Linked DNA regions of Mus musculus: region 2 is linked to region 1. Evidence: chromatin contacts called from public Hi-C data. All regions are on one chromosome and are shown on one strand. The core of a region is the stretch at or near the end of the contact, and the rest is flanking DNA. Distances in the headings are between cores, read along the strand shown. Region 1 holds the start of Cmtr2 (cap methyltransferase 2). Region 2 holds the start of 1700030J22Rik (RIKEN cDNA 1700030J22 gene).

What was found. A called contact is a pair of places that touch in the nucleus more often than the background predicts.
Region 2: a contact with region 1 is called in a Hi-C map of muscle stem cells, with 6 times the contacts expected there. The contact joins the promoter of 1700030J22Rik here to the promoter of Cmtr2 in region 1.

Annotation. Positions count from the first base shown.
Region 1 is chr8:110,213,890-110,221,369 of GRCm38.p6, forward strand. It overlaps Cmtr2 (cap methyltransferase 2), which reads left to right and starts at 4,071. Exons shown (of 2, transcript NM_146215.4): 1 at 4,071-4,197; 2 at 7,151-7,480. The coding sequence starts at 7,171.
Region 2 is chr8:116,974,626-116,982,105 of GRCm38.p6, forward strand. It overlaps 1700030J22Rik (RIKEN cDNA 1700030J22 gene), which reads right to left and starts at 4,334. Exons shown (of 3, transcript NM_027103.3): 1 at 4,154-4,334. Gcsh (glycine cleavage system protein H (aminomethyl carrier)) reads right to left here. Exons shown (of 5, transcript NM_026572.4): 5 at 7,342-7,480.

The sequences.
Region 1 (7,480 bases), core at 2,821-5,320:
TCCTCACTATTTTCTCTGATTACAACTCAGTGAACAACTGTACAGAGGGCGAGACTTCCGGGGGGAGGGGGGGGGACCGCGGGGGGCGGGGAGGAATTGCAGCATCGTGCTAGAGCAGAATTTCTCAACCTGTGGATCCCGACCCCTCTGAGGGTCATATGTCAGATATCATGCATCTTAGATCTTTACATTACAGTTCGCAACAGTAGCAAAATTACAGTAAAAGAGTAGCAATGAACTAATTTTATGGTTGTGGGTCCCACAACATAAGGAATGGTTTTAAAGTCTTGTAGCATTGGAAAGTTGGGAACCACTGCACTAGAGGGATAAATATTCCTCCCACTGGTTCTGCATGGTCTAGGTCATTTGCCTTACACACACACACACACACACACACACACACACACACATACACACACACTCACTCAAAATAAAATAAAAATAAAAATAATGCTAGTTCTATTAGATTATTACCCCTCTCTTATGGCCTTATTCAACCTTAATCCCTGTCTCCAAAAGAAGTCACAAGAGTTTTAAGGCTTCAACATGCAAATTTGTTTTGAGGAGACACAACTCAATCTATAACAATGTAACTGTATATCTATATCTATATCTATATCTATATATATATATATATATATATCTAAATATATATATATTGTTTTTCATTTTTTATTTTTATCTTTTTTCTATGCTGGAGAATGAACCACAAAGTTATTTTAATTAAAAGACGTATCTTAGGCTAGCACATTATTAATGACAATATCAAACTCTTGTTTTAAGGTTAATTTAAAATTATTTTAATGAAATTTATAACCTACAAAATACATCTCAACTTTTCTTTACTTGGTAAGTAATTCAACACCATTTAGTCAGAACAAGCATGAATTGCTGTGAATTTTTTTTTTTCTTTTTGGTTTTTCGAGACAGGGTTTCTTTGTATAGCCCTGGCTGTCCTGGAACTCACTTTGTAGACCAGGCTGGCCCCGAACTCAGAAATCCTTCTGCCTCTGCCTCCCGAGTGCTGGGATTAAAGGCGTGTGCCACCATACCTGGCTGAAATATTTTTTAAGAAGACAGTTCATACTGAGTTTTAGTCCTAATATATGTTAAAATGTAGAGTGAAGTTTAACTATATGATATGGTAATAAAATAGACAAAAATTGCTCTTATGATCGATGTGTGCAATTTTTATATTTATGCTTAAAATTAACTTTTTTGTAATATTTGTTTCTAAACAGTATGCAAACAGCTTCAAGATCCTATTTGCACTGAATATTACATTGTAGACATTCTACCCAACGTTACAGGAGCCAAGTTGGTTATTAGTTTTACTCTAATTTCCTTTTGTGTGTTACTTTTCTTTTTAAAAAAAAAAATTAATTATTTATTTACTTTACATCTGGATTGAAGCTTCCCCTCCCTTCTCTCCTCTCAGTCCCTCCTTCTCCCCTCCCTCCATCCACCCCTTCTCCCTCTCTCCTCCGAAAAGAGGAGGCCTCCCATGGATAGCAATCAGCCTTGGTATAGCAAACTGCAGTAGGACTAGGCGTGTCTCTTCTATTGAGGCTAGACAAGGCAGTCCAGTTAGGGGCAAGGGCTCCAGAGGCAGGCAGTGCAGTCAAAGGCAGATGCTGCAGTAAGTCAGAGGCAGGCAGTGTAGTGAGAGGCAGGCGTCATGTATCCGCTTCACACATCTGGATCACTTTGTCTTTCCTAAAACCTTTTCAACAGCCCACTCTCTTGCTTTTCTAACACGCATGCCATTCATCTTCCTTTAACAACTATTGCCGCTGCCGATACACCTTTCTGAGTCTGAATGGGAATGATGGAGATGGCTTGGCACAGCTGGCAGCAATTTGGATTCAGGCAGACTCAAGTTCACACCCTGACTCTGCTGCCTGGTGATGACATAACTTTCAGCGAATTGTCAGATTGTTCTCAGCCTGCATTCTGTTCCTAAAACGGAAACGGTAAGTGTATTTATGTCATGTAATTAAGAGAACTAACAGTGCAAAAGCCCCACAGTTCTTCAGCAAAGGTTTTATGGTCACCGTTTGTGTAGTGACCATTTTACCCAGGGAAGACTCCCTACATCCTTTGCTGTTTGGAGTGTTCATGACAGTATTTATAAACACGGTAATTTCATCTAACAGATTACAAATTCCTCACATACTCCTGGGTTCCACAAAAGAACAGCATTCATATATTGACATTTTAAACTAATATTTATTATCAGGAAGGTGGCACCTTGTAGGTCACCCATGCTCTAGTGGATGGTCCTATGCACATACTATCTGCTCTAATTGGAATCAGTGAGCTACAAAAAAAAGAAAGTAAAGAACATTGTATGAAATGGGGAGGGGGGAGTTGGAAGAGGAGGAGGGTGATCAAAACATATTGTACATATGTATGAAAGTCTCAAAGAATCCCATTTAGAAAGCAACAGAGTCTCTCCAACGGCTAAAATGAAAAGACAATGCCAAAAAGTTGCATTATGGGTAGGACTACAAAACGGTGGAACACTTCAGAAATCTGGGGAAGTCTTAAGAAGTTACACACACTCAGAACTCTGGGGAAGATTTAAGAAGTTACACACACAGCAGCTGCGATTATTCTCTCCTCTTGGTCGCTATGCCTGCTGGATGACTCAGTTCCTCCACATCTAAGTCACACAAGAATAATGAAAACATATGCTTACAACAACATATTAGAAAGTCCCCAAACAGGTCCATTCGTAATATCACCAGTCTAGAAACTAAACAGTCAGCCTTCAGTAGAAGAACTGATTAAAGTCAACCCACAGAATGACAAACCCCTTGCAATATAAATTTTAAAGACACAAGACAATACAGATGAAAACATTTTAAATAATAAATTGAACAGGGAGAGGCTGAGAAGAGTCAAAGTGTAATGATTGAATTATGTGAAATTCTAGACCAGATCATCTAAATTAGGGTGATGGGAAATACAGTGATAGCTGCTTCTTGAGGGTGGAAGACTAGGAAGGAACTTAAGGGAGCTTTTCTAAAATATTCAGTAGGTATTTGCCTGCTCCACAAGAGGAATTCATGCCTTGTATTAGTTATGGCCCAAACCCATAACTAACAAATCGTGGGCTCTAAGGGAGAGTCCACTGATTTTTTTTTTTTTCTCTAAATGGTCAAGTTGCCAAACTGCCTTCTGAATACGGTGCTCTTCCCTCATCTCTGTCAAAGTTCTGAGAAGTGACTGACAGCTCAGCCATAGACAGGCCATCTACATAACACCTGCTCAGGGAAGGGGAGTGCAGAAGAGTGGGTGAAAAGAGTGGGAGAGCGAGAGGATGAGGGAAGTGCTGTGAAGCGCTTTCCTCTAAAAAGGATGGCTGTTACACTTATAAACGCACAGCAGCTGTGGCTACCCCACAGCTGGGGAGGTGGAGACAGGTGGATACCAGTGACTAGCTGGACAGTCTAACCTAACTAGAGAGTCCCAGGCCTGAGAGTCCATCCTCTGGTATCCCTGGCTGACATGGAACTCTCTATGTAGACCAGAGTGACTTAGAACTCAGAGATCTGTTTCCCTCTGGCTCATGAGAGCTGGGATCAAAGGCTTGTGGCACTACACCGGGTGGTTTTCTTTTTCCTTGGTTTATTAATATGTAAACACACCAAGTGATGATACTTCCGTTTCTTTAATTTGGTTTTGCACTCAAGTTATCCATTGAGCTTCAATTTTAATGCAGTCTCTCCTAGGAACTAGCATCTATCTATCCAGGGTAAACCTTCGGGTACCAAAGCCCAGTTCCGTTGCCATGGCGACCCGCTGAGACGGACAAGTTTCTCCGCACCAGAGCTCAGCTCCAGGAGTTGCCACCCTCCCGAGTGACGTCGATGCGCGTGACGATAGGCCTCCCGGAAGGCGCCTGTGCAGTGTGGCTGTCAGAGCCTCGCAGCCGGTGGGGGCGTGGTCTGGAGGAGGATCTGGCTCCAGTTGCGCGTGCGCAGGTCCGGGCGGTCTTCCAGGCGCTCCCTCCTCTTTGTCCGCGACCCGGTTGCCAAGTACGCAGAGGAGACGCCACCCCCGGAAGCTGTTCCCGGGAGCGGAAGTGGCAGGTGGCTCGTTAGAGTGAGGACCGCGTGTGCGGTGCTACTCTGCTCCTGCTCGAGGGGCTCTGGTGGGCGTGGGCTGAAGGAATGCGGACCCGGCTTCTCGGTGAGTGACAGTTCCCGGACGGTTCGCTGCGGGCAAGGGGCGGGGCTGCTCAAATGAGTGTTTGAGAGGTGGCTGTCCCAGGACCCAGTGTGAGCACTGCACATGCCCCAGTGTTTTTATTTCCTAGGAAAAGTTGGCGGGACCATTGCTAACACTCCCTATGCTCACTTAGACCTGACAGCTGTTGAGAACTTAAAGGCTTTGGTGTTGGACTTACAAATTTTATAATCATTTCCTTGTGGCTTTGGACAGGAAGCTTCCTGTCTTCCACTTGGAGCCTGCAAAATAATACAGTTGATACTCATCAGCCTCACATGCACTTTGGAAACGGCATGCATTTAGTTGAAAAAAAATTTTATGCATTTAATTGAAATTTTTTTTGTTTTTAAGTCGTACATTGAAATGCTAGGGTGAAATTGAAATGCATTATTCTGTTCAGAGCTTTGTCTTTTGGGCTAAGTGTAATATTCGTCCATTTATCCAGTTAATGTTAGTGTACTTAAGTGCCCACCAGCCACTGTTGGAACCTTTTGGGGTGGCATGTAAGTGAGCAAAATAAAAGATAACTGTCCTGCAGAAGTGCGGAGCTTACATTCTGGTTTGAGGAAGTTGAGAACGACAAGTCACAAACAGAACACAGGGGAAAAGAAATAAGTGATAAACATGAATGCCGTGGGAGAAAGTGAGGTAAGGGCCATGGGGAGCCCGAGATGCAATTTCAAAATAAGTGTGTTAGGATAGGCTTCACAGAGTAAAGTGCCTTCCAGCAAATACCAGGAGGAGCTGAGGGGATTAGCTAGATAGATACTTGGGGGAGTAAAGCCCAGGTAGAGCTTGCCTCTTAGTATTGAGCAAAGTGTTCCAACGTGGTGTGGCCTGGGTCTTCAGTGAACAGCAGGCTTGTGTGGCTGGAGTGGAATGGATAAGGGGGCGGTAATATTAAGAATGAGTTGGCAGCAAGGCTCAAGTACAGTCAGGAACCTTGGAGCGTTTGAATCCTTTTAGTTGTTTGCAAGTGAAGGCAATTATCCACTTAATTTCGGTAAGATTTCACAGCTTAACCACAGCCACTAATTAGTATGTGAAGTTAATGACTAAAAGTAGACTTTTTTTTTCCCCCCAAAATAGAATGTATTGGAGGTCTAAATGTAGCTGCGGTTCCCAGTAAGCACAGCGTGGATCAAGACAGATGAGCTCATTGTAGTAAATTTTCTGTTTGCTCTTACGTAGAGTTTTTGTGCGTGCAGAAATGCCCTGCTTTTGCCTCCCCCTAAGAGCTTTTCTAAATACAGTTTCTAACTGTTAAATGATGTTGCTGTTTGTGACAGTAAATCTCTACTCACGTGGGACTCGTAAGTAGTTGTGACAAACAAGATGATTAAAAAAGGTACCCACTGCTTTAAGGAGCTTACCAACCTGTACACCAGATGAACACAGGATAAAATACAGGATGAAAAGGGATGGGAAGGTTTGCTAAGAGGACAGGACTCAGGAAGCACCAATGTCATGATGTCATTATGGTCATAGCTAACCTTTATTTCTCAGTTTAGATTTCCTTTGAGTTCATCTTGCTCAGCGTACAAAGGAGCGCGCCTGACTCACGATTTTCACCTTGAATGTCTGCTTTCTGTAGGATGGGGATTTAGTTGTCAGTTTTTCTATGTCTGACGTTTTATGTCTAACCATTTATTGGATGAATTGACTATGACATGATTGCAGAGCATGAACTGAAAACTTAAGCACTCCTCACCATCGGGTGACATATGACACTCAGCGTTCCACATGGTGGAATTTAGAGCTCTCCAGCAGTGCCATCTTTCTTTACCTTAGCCTCTGTTCTGCCAAGATAGATGTTTCTAGTTTCCTAGGCAGTTAAGGGTTTTGTTGTTGATGCTGTTGTTAGGGGTTTTGTTTTGTCTACATTTATTTATTAGCTCTACTTCACTCTAACAAAACCCCTACAATAAGCAATGTAGGAAGAGAAGGGCTTATTCTGGCTCATGGTTTCAGAAGTTTCAATTGGTGGTCAGTTAGCTCATTGCCGTTGGCCCTATGGTGAGGCAGTACATGATGGAGAGTGCACAAAGAAAAAGGACTTTTCACCTGGTGGCAGCCAGGAAAGGACATGGAGGACAGGGGTCCTAATAGCTACTCAGTAACCTAACTTCCTTCCATTAGGCTCCACCTCTTAAAGGGTCCCCCTGCTCCAAGTAGCATCATGAACTGGGAACCGAACTTTTCTCTAGAGGGTTTTGGGGCAGTATTTCAGATCCAAACTCTAGCTATGAATAGTAGGTGATGGCTTACATGGATGATTGATACCACCAAGGTACCTGTCTCAGTGAAATGTCATCAAAGTGTATAAAGCAAGCCTTGTAAGTTGGCTAAGTTGCTGGCAACAGAGAGGCTTGGCCAGACCAGTCTCAGATGATCAGACACCCTCCAGCCGGGAAGGTGGGTTACAAAGGGAATTAATTATAAGTGCCAAAAGGAGTTTGATTTGCAGTCACGTTTGAGGATGAAGTGGAAGGATGTTCATGTGTTTACGGTACATGGGTTGTGTCTAATCTGAGAACAGAGAGCTTTGGGGAGGAGCCAGGTGAGTTGCTATGGCAAAAGCTGCCACTCCCTGCTAAATACTGTTAGGTGCCACCTCTTTAAAAAAATCATTTGAAAGACCAGTATTTGAAAATAAGAAAAACATTGAGCCCCAGAATAAAACATATTTTCCAGGACATTGATTAAACTGTAAGGAGCAGAGCTGGAATTTATGCTGAGGACTGATGGCTGTCTAGGCCTCTCCCCTTTATTCCGTGTTGCTTTGCTTTGTAACAGTGTGCTGACATCGGCCTTCACATTGTACTGGGTTTGTTGAAGTGTGATCAGATTTTCTGCAATGCTGTTTCACTCACTATAAAGGTGACCCTTGTAACCTTCCGTTTTGTCTTCTCAGATTTTTAACTCAGTTTGACAATGAGCAAGCGCAGAAAGCTTCCGGCTCGGCAGCCAGCTTGCTTGGAGACCTTCAGCCCAGACGTCCTCAATGACGTGTCTGAGCTCTTTGCCAAGAGCTTTTCCTACCGTAAGCCACTCGATAATGAGTGGCAGTTACCAGCTCCCACGGAGAGCTTCTCCTGTGGGCACCTCGAGTTCAGGGCTCTTCTAGACTTGAAGAACTCCCTGAACGAAGTGAAGAACCTCCTGAGCGATAAGAAGCTGGACGAGTGGCACAGGCACACGGCCTTCACCAACAAGGCAGGCAAAATCATCTCTCATGTCAAAA
Region 2 (7,480 bases), core at 3,084-5,583, 6.8 Mb after region 1:
TCTGGACGCGGAGTAAGCCCTGGGAAAGGCTCACAGTGGGGCTGCTGGACTTGGAGTAAGCGCTGGGAAGGGCTCACAGTGGGGCTGCTGGACTTGGAGTAAGCGCTGGGAAGGGCTCACAGTGGGGCTGCTGGACTTGGAGTAAGTGCTGGGAAGGGCTTATAGTGGGGCTGCTGACTGATGGGTGCACCATGGGTTGCTTTTGCAACAAAGTCTCCCTAAATTGCCAGACTGGATCCAACTTCCCATCTTAGTCACCAAGTGGCTGGGATTTTGGTGTGGGCCACCACTTACAGCTAAGCGTTGATATATGTGTATTGTTTGGGGTGACTATATATGTTCCACCTTTACATGCATTCTGGGGATTGAACTCAGGTCACCTGGTGCCTTGACAAGTGCCTTTAGGGGCTGAGCCACCTCGATGACCTGAGGAATGGTATTTTTTAAGCCCCGGGTCACTCTAAAGATCCACCAAGCTTGGAGAAGTGCTGCTTTTGGAAAGCTCTCTCTTCCCAATACAGAAGCAACACTGGTTCCTGCACACCAGCAGTATCTTCTAGCCCTGAACACAGAGCAAGACCTTGCAAGGGGAAGTGCACAGCCAAAGCCTGGGGAACCTGAAAATGCCTGCGTCTGCATCACAAAGAGGAACGGATCCTGCCATCCAGCCACAGTTCACAATCCCAGGAGCCCTTTCCAGCTGTGCCTGTCCTGAAAAGAATCTGAAGGTGTCTGTGCAGACTGAGAGTGAGGACCAGCAAAGGATGAAGAAAGTAGTTTAGGGTGAGCCCCACGATGCAGCAGACACTGGACCCCACGAGGGTCTAAGAAGACAGCCCAGCTGCACTCCATTACACTGCAGCACAGGAAATTCGGGAGTTGTTTATAAACAGCATTGTACGTTACCCAGGACCTGCACTGGCTCCTTTGACGGAGGGGAAACTGGTCAAAGTGTGGTCAGATCACTGCATCGCAATTCATTATACGCCACTTGAGAACACTCAGGTTTCTCAGGCAGAAACTAATGTTCCACAGCAAGAGAATGTGGCTGCCCTTTTCCTAATTAAAAAAAAAATTCAGGGCCAGTGAGATGACTTGGCAGGTAAAAGCTCTCACAGTACAAACCTGATGACCCAAGCACAATCCCCAGAAGCCACAGGATTTAATTGAGAGAGAGACAGACAGACACTGAGCTCGGTCTGTAACTCCTCCCACACTCCCAGTGAAATGGAAGGCACTGGCTGTAGAACCTCCTGGAAGCTCATTAGCCAGCCAGCCTAGAATACACAGCACAACAGAAAAAAACAGGAGGTGGAAGCGGAAATCAACTCCAGGAAGCTGTCTTGTGCCCGCCACATGCAAGCCTAGGCACAGTCCCGTGATACATGTATGCTAACATATAAACGCCCAATTGCACTGATAACTTTTTTTATTATTTTAAGTATATTGCGTGAGTGTGAGTGTACCGAGGGGGGTGGTAGTTTGCAAGTGCTGGGCTGTGCGTGCCCATTGAGACCAGAGACATTGCTGCTCTGAGAACTGGAGATACAGGCAGTTATGAGGTACCAGATGGGGTCCTCTGTAAGAGCAGAGGTGCTCTCCTTTCCAGCCTTAGAATTAACAGTGAATGAGTCAGTTAGTTCATGGCTTCAATTTTAAGTTTTCCGACTATAAACACACCTTCAACTTCTGCTACTGTTCCTTTCATCTAATCACATTAACAGTTGACAAAACACAAGCATCAACTAGAGTTAGATATGACAGCGCATGTCTGTCCCCCCATTGTGGGAGGCTGAGGCAGGAGGCAGTCAAGGCCTGTCTCAATCTTCCCTCATCGCCCTCCCCCTGCCTGCACTGCCAAAATAAAAATAAAATCACCAAAGCCAGAGATGTGTGGTTTCATCTTTTTGTTTTGGTTCGGTTTTCTTTTTAAGATTTGTTTGTTTTGCCGAGCGTGGTGGCGCACGCCTTTAATCCCAGCACAGGCAGATTTCTGAGTTCGAGGCCAGCCTGGTCTACAGAGTGAGTTCCAGGACAGCCAGGGCTACACAGAGAAACCCTGTCTCAAACAAACAAACAAACAAAAGAATACTGTAAAGATTTGTTTGTCTGTTTATTATTTGGGAGACTGGAGCGGTCCTTCAGCAATTAAGAACATTTGTTGCTCTTGCAGAGGACCCAGGTTCAGTTCCCAACACCCATATGGCAATTCACAACTGTCTGTAACTCCAGGTCCAGAGAATCTGATTCCCTCCCTTGGCAGCATTGCATATATGTGCTACACACACACACACATACAGGTGAACACTTAAGAAATACAAACAAATTAAATTGTATTAGGTTTATCTGTGTTGTGTGTATGAGTGTTTTGCCTACATATGTACACTCCATGTGTGCCTTGTACTTCAGAGACCAGAAGACAGCATTAGAATAACAGACAACTGAGAGCCACCACGTAGTTGCTGGGAATCAAACCTTGGGTTCTCTGCAAAACAAGTGCTCTTAACCACTGAGCCATCTCTCCAGCCGCTCTAATGTGTTTTGAGACAGAGCTGGCCTTAAACTTGGAGCAATCCTTCTGGCTCTGCTTCTTTTTTTGTTTTTTTATTTTGTTTTGTTTTGTTTTTTGAGACAGGGTTTCTCTGTGTAGCCCTGGTTGTCCTGGAACTCACTTTGTAGACCAGGCTGGCCTCGAACTCAGAAATCTGCCTGCCTCTGCCTCCCAAGTGCTGGGATTAAAGGCATGCGCCACAATGCCCGGCTCTGCCTCTGTTTCTTAAGTGCTGGGATTAAGCCAAGTACTTAAATGGCTCGCTTGTGATTTCTCACAAATTATATACCAATTTACTGTTCTGTTAGAATGCAGGAGGTCTGTATTGCTACCTTTCTTTCCTTATTTAAAAATTTTTTTTATATGTATGGATGTTTTGCCAGCATGTCTGTGTACCGCAGGCTGCGAGCCCTGCATGCTAGGAGACCAGAGAAGAGCATTGGATCCTCTGAACTCGAGTTAGTCATGAGCTACCATGTAGGTTCTGGGTATTGAACCTGGGCCCTCTGCAAGAGCAGCCAGTGCTCTTAAACTCCTTAGCTATCTTTCCAGCCCATATTTTTCCATTTTCTTAAACTCGTGTTTTTACACACATGGTGTGCACATCAGGTACCCCTGCTCTCTTCCTCACCTGCCTTAGTCCCTTGAGACAGTTTCTCAGTGAGCCTGAAGCTTACCATTTTCAGGTTAGGCTTCCTGGCTTACAAGCCCATGCATTTCTTCTCGAATGGGCTTGAGAAAGAAGATGGCTCCGTCATACAGTGCTTGCCACACAGGTAGAGAAAACAGAGTTAAGGGCCCCAGTACCCACACAAAAAGCCAATTGCTATAATGAATGAAAGCCTTTAATTCCAGCGCCAGGAAGCAGAGACAGGAGGATTCCTAGAGCTTGCCAGCTAGCCAGGCTAGCCAAATCAGTGAACTCTGGGTTCAGCGAGAGAACATGTCTCAAAAAAAAAAAAATAAATAAATAAATAAATAAAAATAAGGTGACTGAGGGCTGGAGAAATGGCTCAGCAGTTAAGAGCACTTGCTACTCTTGCCAAAGACCCACGTTCGTTCCTGGCACCCACATAGCAACTTACAACAGCCAATAATTCCACTTGCAGGGTAGGGCGTGTGCCATTTCTATGTCAACCATTTCCAACTCGTGCCCTTTTTCATTTTTGCCTAGGTTCTAGATTTCTGTTTTGGACGGGGTTTCATTCCGCCCCTTTTTTTCCGGCTCTCTGAATTCACTAAGGGCTGGGTCCTGAAAGGATGGCCTTCTGAGGGCTCCCAAGGCTCACGGCAGACGGAATCTCGCGCCCACGCCTTCCCACCTGGTTTCTCCCTTTTACTAATAGTCCCTGCACACTCCTTCATGCCGCATAAGTTCCTTCCCTCCCTCCAAGAGGCTCCCTACACGCTACAAGCTGAGAGTTTACCCTTCCTTCAGAAGATCAAGAGGGCTGCATCAAGCTCCTTCCATTGAAACCTCAACCACGCCCCCACAGACCACGCCTATCAAACGGCTCCTCCCTGAGGCCCAAGCGGCTCCCTAGGCCCCGCCCAGTCCAGGCTACCCCAGAACCGTACCCCATCTTCGTCTCGCTTACCCACCCTGAAGATTGCTTCCTTCCGCGGCTCTGCCGCCCGTGAAGTGTCTAGGGAGTGTTCCCCGGGGTGAGGACGTGGCCACAGCCACTCAGACGCTCCTACGGGGCCGCGAGGTAAGGAAGGTCCGGAGCGGCAAGTCGCGGCCCCCAAGAGCCGGGCTGTTGCCCTAGGTTACGGCCGCGTCGGAGGCGGGCCTAGGTGCAGGCATGCCGGAAGTGACGTAACCCCGCAACAAACCAGCTCAAGGGCGGAGTCCCCTCTGAGGGCGGGGCTAAGGAGCATTCCCGTCGCTCTGTGCGTGGTTGCTAGGTGCCGCGTTGCCAGACGCTTCGAGAGCTTCGCAGGCACTGGCGACGTTGGGCGGCCAAGTTGCGCTGCAACAGCCTTTTGCCTTCTAGAAGGAATGCCTCAGAGGCCACACAAACAGTGTCTGGAGATTTGGCCACTTCTTCCTTTGGGCAGAATCGTCCCTTCCTTCTTGGGATCCCGTGTTGAAAGCGAGAGCAGAACTTCGCGGGACGACTCATTCCTAGTTGCATAATTTTGAGACCGAGTCTTCCTTGTTTTGTAGCCTGGTGCGGTCTCGAACTCATGGCAACCCTCCTTCCTCGATGTCCTAAATCAACATTGAAGGGATCGAGGGCGTGGGCTTCCACACCTGCTGACAGGAAGGATTTCTGGTTTTGTTCTTTTTGGTGCTGCCCACTTTAGTGGGGCAGAAGCAGCAGTTTCTCGCGAGGGGGCCGCCCACTTCTCCACTATGCTGCCCTTGGTGCCCAACTCATGTCTAGTTCCAAGGTCCCTTTGCTTTCTGGTTTAAAAAGTATTAAGAAAACAAGTCTCCAAAAGCAGGCTGAGTCAAAGGCTTTTGGAAAAAATGGCTAAGAATTACTACTTTTTACACTTATAGCATTATATAATATATATACAGTATAGCATATATACAATCGATAGCATAGATTTATAGCATTAACGGCCTCTAAAGATGTGATGTATATGACACATGAAGTTGGAACAAAGTCCTCTTCTAGACTGTGAATATTTGTTATTTCCCCCATATATATGAGGGAAATACTTTAACAAGCATATATGATAGATATTGTAATTATATTGCTATACCAGCGTATCTAATGGGCTATGACACATATTTCTAAAATTTTCTATGTATTTTTGGATTTATGCGTATGAGTGTTCTGCCTGTGTATATGTATGTACACCATGTTCATACTGGACAGTCATAAAGACACACTCTTTCATTGTTTTCTAGGTTCGCCTGCTAGACAGCGAGTCTGTCACCAAGATGTGTCTCCGTTCCTCGGTGTTTTGAGGTAGGCTTTCACTATGACGTCTAGTCTGGCCTCCAACAGCTTCCTTCTGTCTCTGAATGCTGGAATTACAAGCACATGCCACCAGACCTGGCCACTCAACCATGATCTTTACAACCGAAGGTAGACAAGTCTTTTCAACAGCCACAGAAAAGCTCAGAAGTGGGGGTGGGGAAGGGGGCAGGTCAAATTTTCCAGTCTGCTGCAGCAGAGTCTGCAGTTCCATACCACTGGTCTTTTTCATACCAGATACTGTGTGGGGCGCCCTCTAGTGGTTCTACTAAAACCCAACATAGTCAGCCTCCAAAGTGTTGCTTTGTTTTGTGGAGTTTTACGATTTAATACCTTGTGAACAATTTTTTTTTTTAACTTTAATTATTTTTTAAGTGTATTGGCATTCTGGATGAATGTGTGTCGGTGCACTACTTCCATGCCTGGTGTCCATGGCGGTTAAAAGCGGGATCGGATACTTTGGAACTGGTGTTAGAGGCATTCATAAACATCCATGCAGATCCTGGGAACTGAACCCAGGTCTTTTGGAAGGGCAGCCAGAGCTTTTGACCACTAAACCATCTCTCCATCACCAGCCCCCCCTTCCCCCTACTATATTTCTGAGGTTTTAATTCTTTGAAAACATTCAAAGATGTTAAGAAAATAGACAAAGACTAAAGAAAAAATGGCAAAGAAAGAAAGTATGCCAGGTGTGGTGGTGCATGCCTTTAGTCCAGCCCATGGAAGTTGAAAGCAGGAAACTCTGGAGTCAAGGTGGTCCTTGACTCTCTACCCTCCAGTTCAGCCTGGACTACATGAGAGCCAGGCTAAAGCAAATAAGTATAGAATTGCATGCTGTAGTCCGAGGAGATATGCTAGAGCAGTCTACCCACTTTCCTTGAGAGGGTGGGGGGTGTCACCGAGGGGTTTGGTTTGGTAGTGGAGTTTGTTTTTATTTGAGCTCATCTGAGCCCAGGCTGGCCATGGGATCTGTAGCTAAAAGATGACCTTGAACTCCTGACCTTCTGGTCTCCACCTTCTAAGTGTTGGGAGACACCAAGCCAGTTATACATTCATATCAGTGTGCATGTGTAATCCCAAACTCCCAGTCAGCATTTTTATAGTTGACGTTAGAGTGCGCCATATCAGCTTTCAGAAACTACGGTGGCAGTAAGTGCACTTGAGTTGTAAACAACAGTTTAAGCCAGTTTCAGAAAGTTCTAGTGTCTATGGCTACTAAATAGAAACCTGAACAGGATGGAAGTTCAGACACACCTTGTGCACTGTTGACCATGTGCAGACACACCGTGTGCACTGCTGACCAGTTGACACCTATTCCCCTCTCTAAAGGTCAATGCACACAGAGAACCATGGGTAAACCTCGCCCTGAGCTTGAGCATCTTATGTGCCTGTGATTCCTTCAGAAATAGAAGGCATCAGATCCCCTGGAACTGGAGTTAGGGATGGTTTTGAGCTACCACATGGGTGCTGGAAACAACCCCCAGGTTGTCTGCAAGAAGCAGGAACAGCAAGCCCTCCTAACCACTGACCCCTCTAGCCCCTGGCCTAATTTCTTTTTTTTTTTCTTTTCTTTTTTCCTTTCCTTTTTTTGGTTTTTCAAGACAGGGTTTCTCTGTGTAGCCCTGACTGTCCTGGAACTCAGAAATCCGCCTGCCTCTGCCTCCTGAATTAAAGGCGTGCACCACCACACCAGACTTCTATTTTTTTTTCTCTTTAATCATTTCACATGGTTAGGCACAGTACACCTCAGTGGTATACCTAGCACCAGACACTGGAACATCCTATAATTAAAATCAACCCTTCTAAAACTAGCAGTCACTAAGTAAAACATTAATATCCAAATAAAAATCACAATCAACAAAGAGGATGAATGTTTTATTTGTTTCGCAGTGTTGCAAAGCCGGTGCTTCACGGTGGGAAAACAACAGTCAACACAGCACATGGTGAAACAAAGACAGTACTCTCCTGCCTCTGACACTGTACAACACTTCCT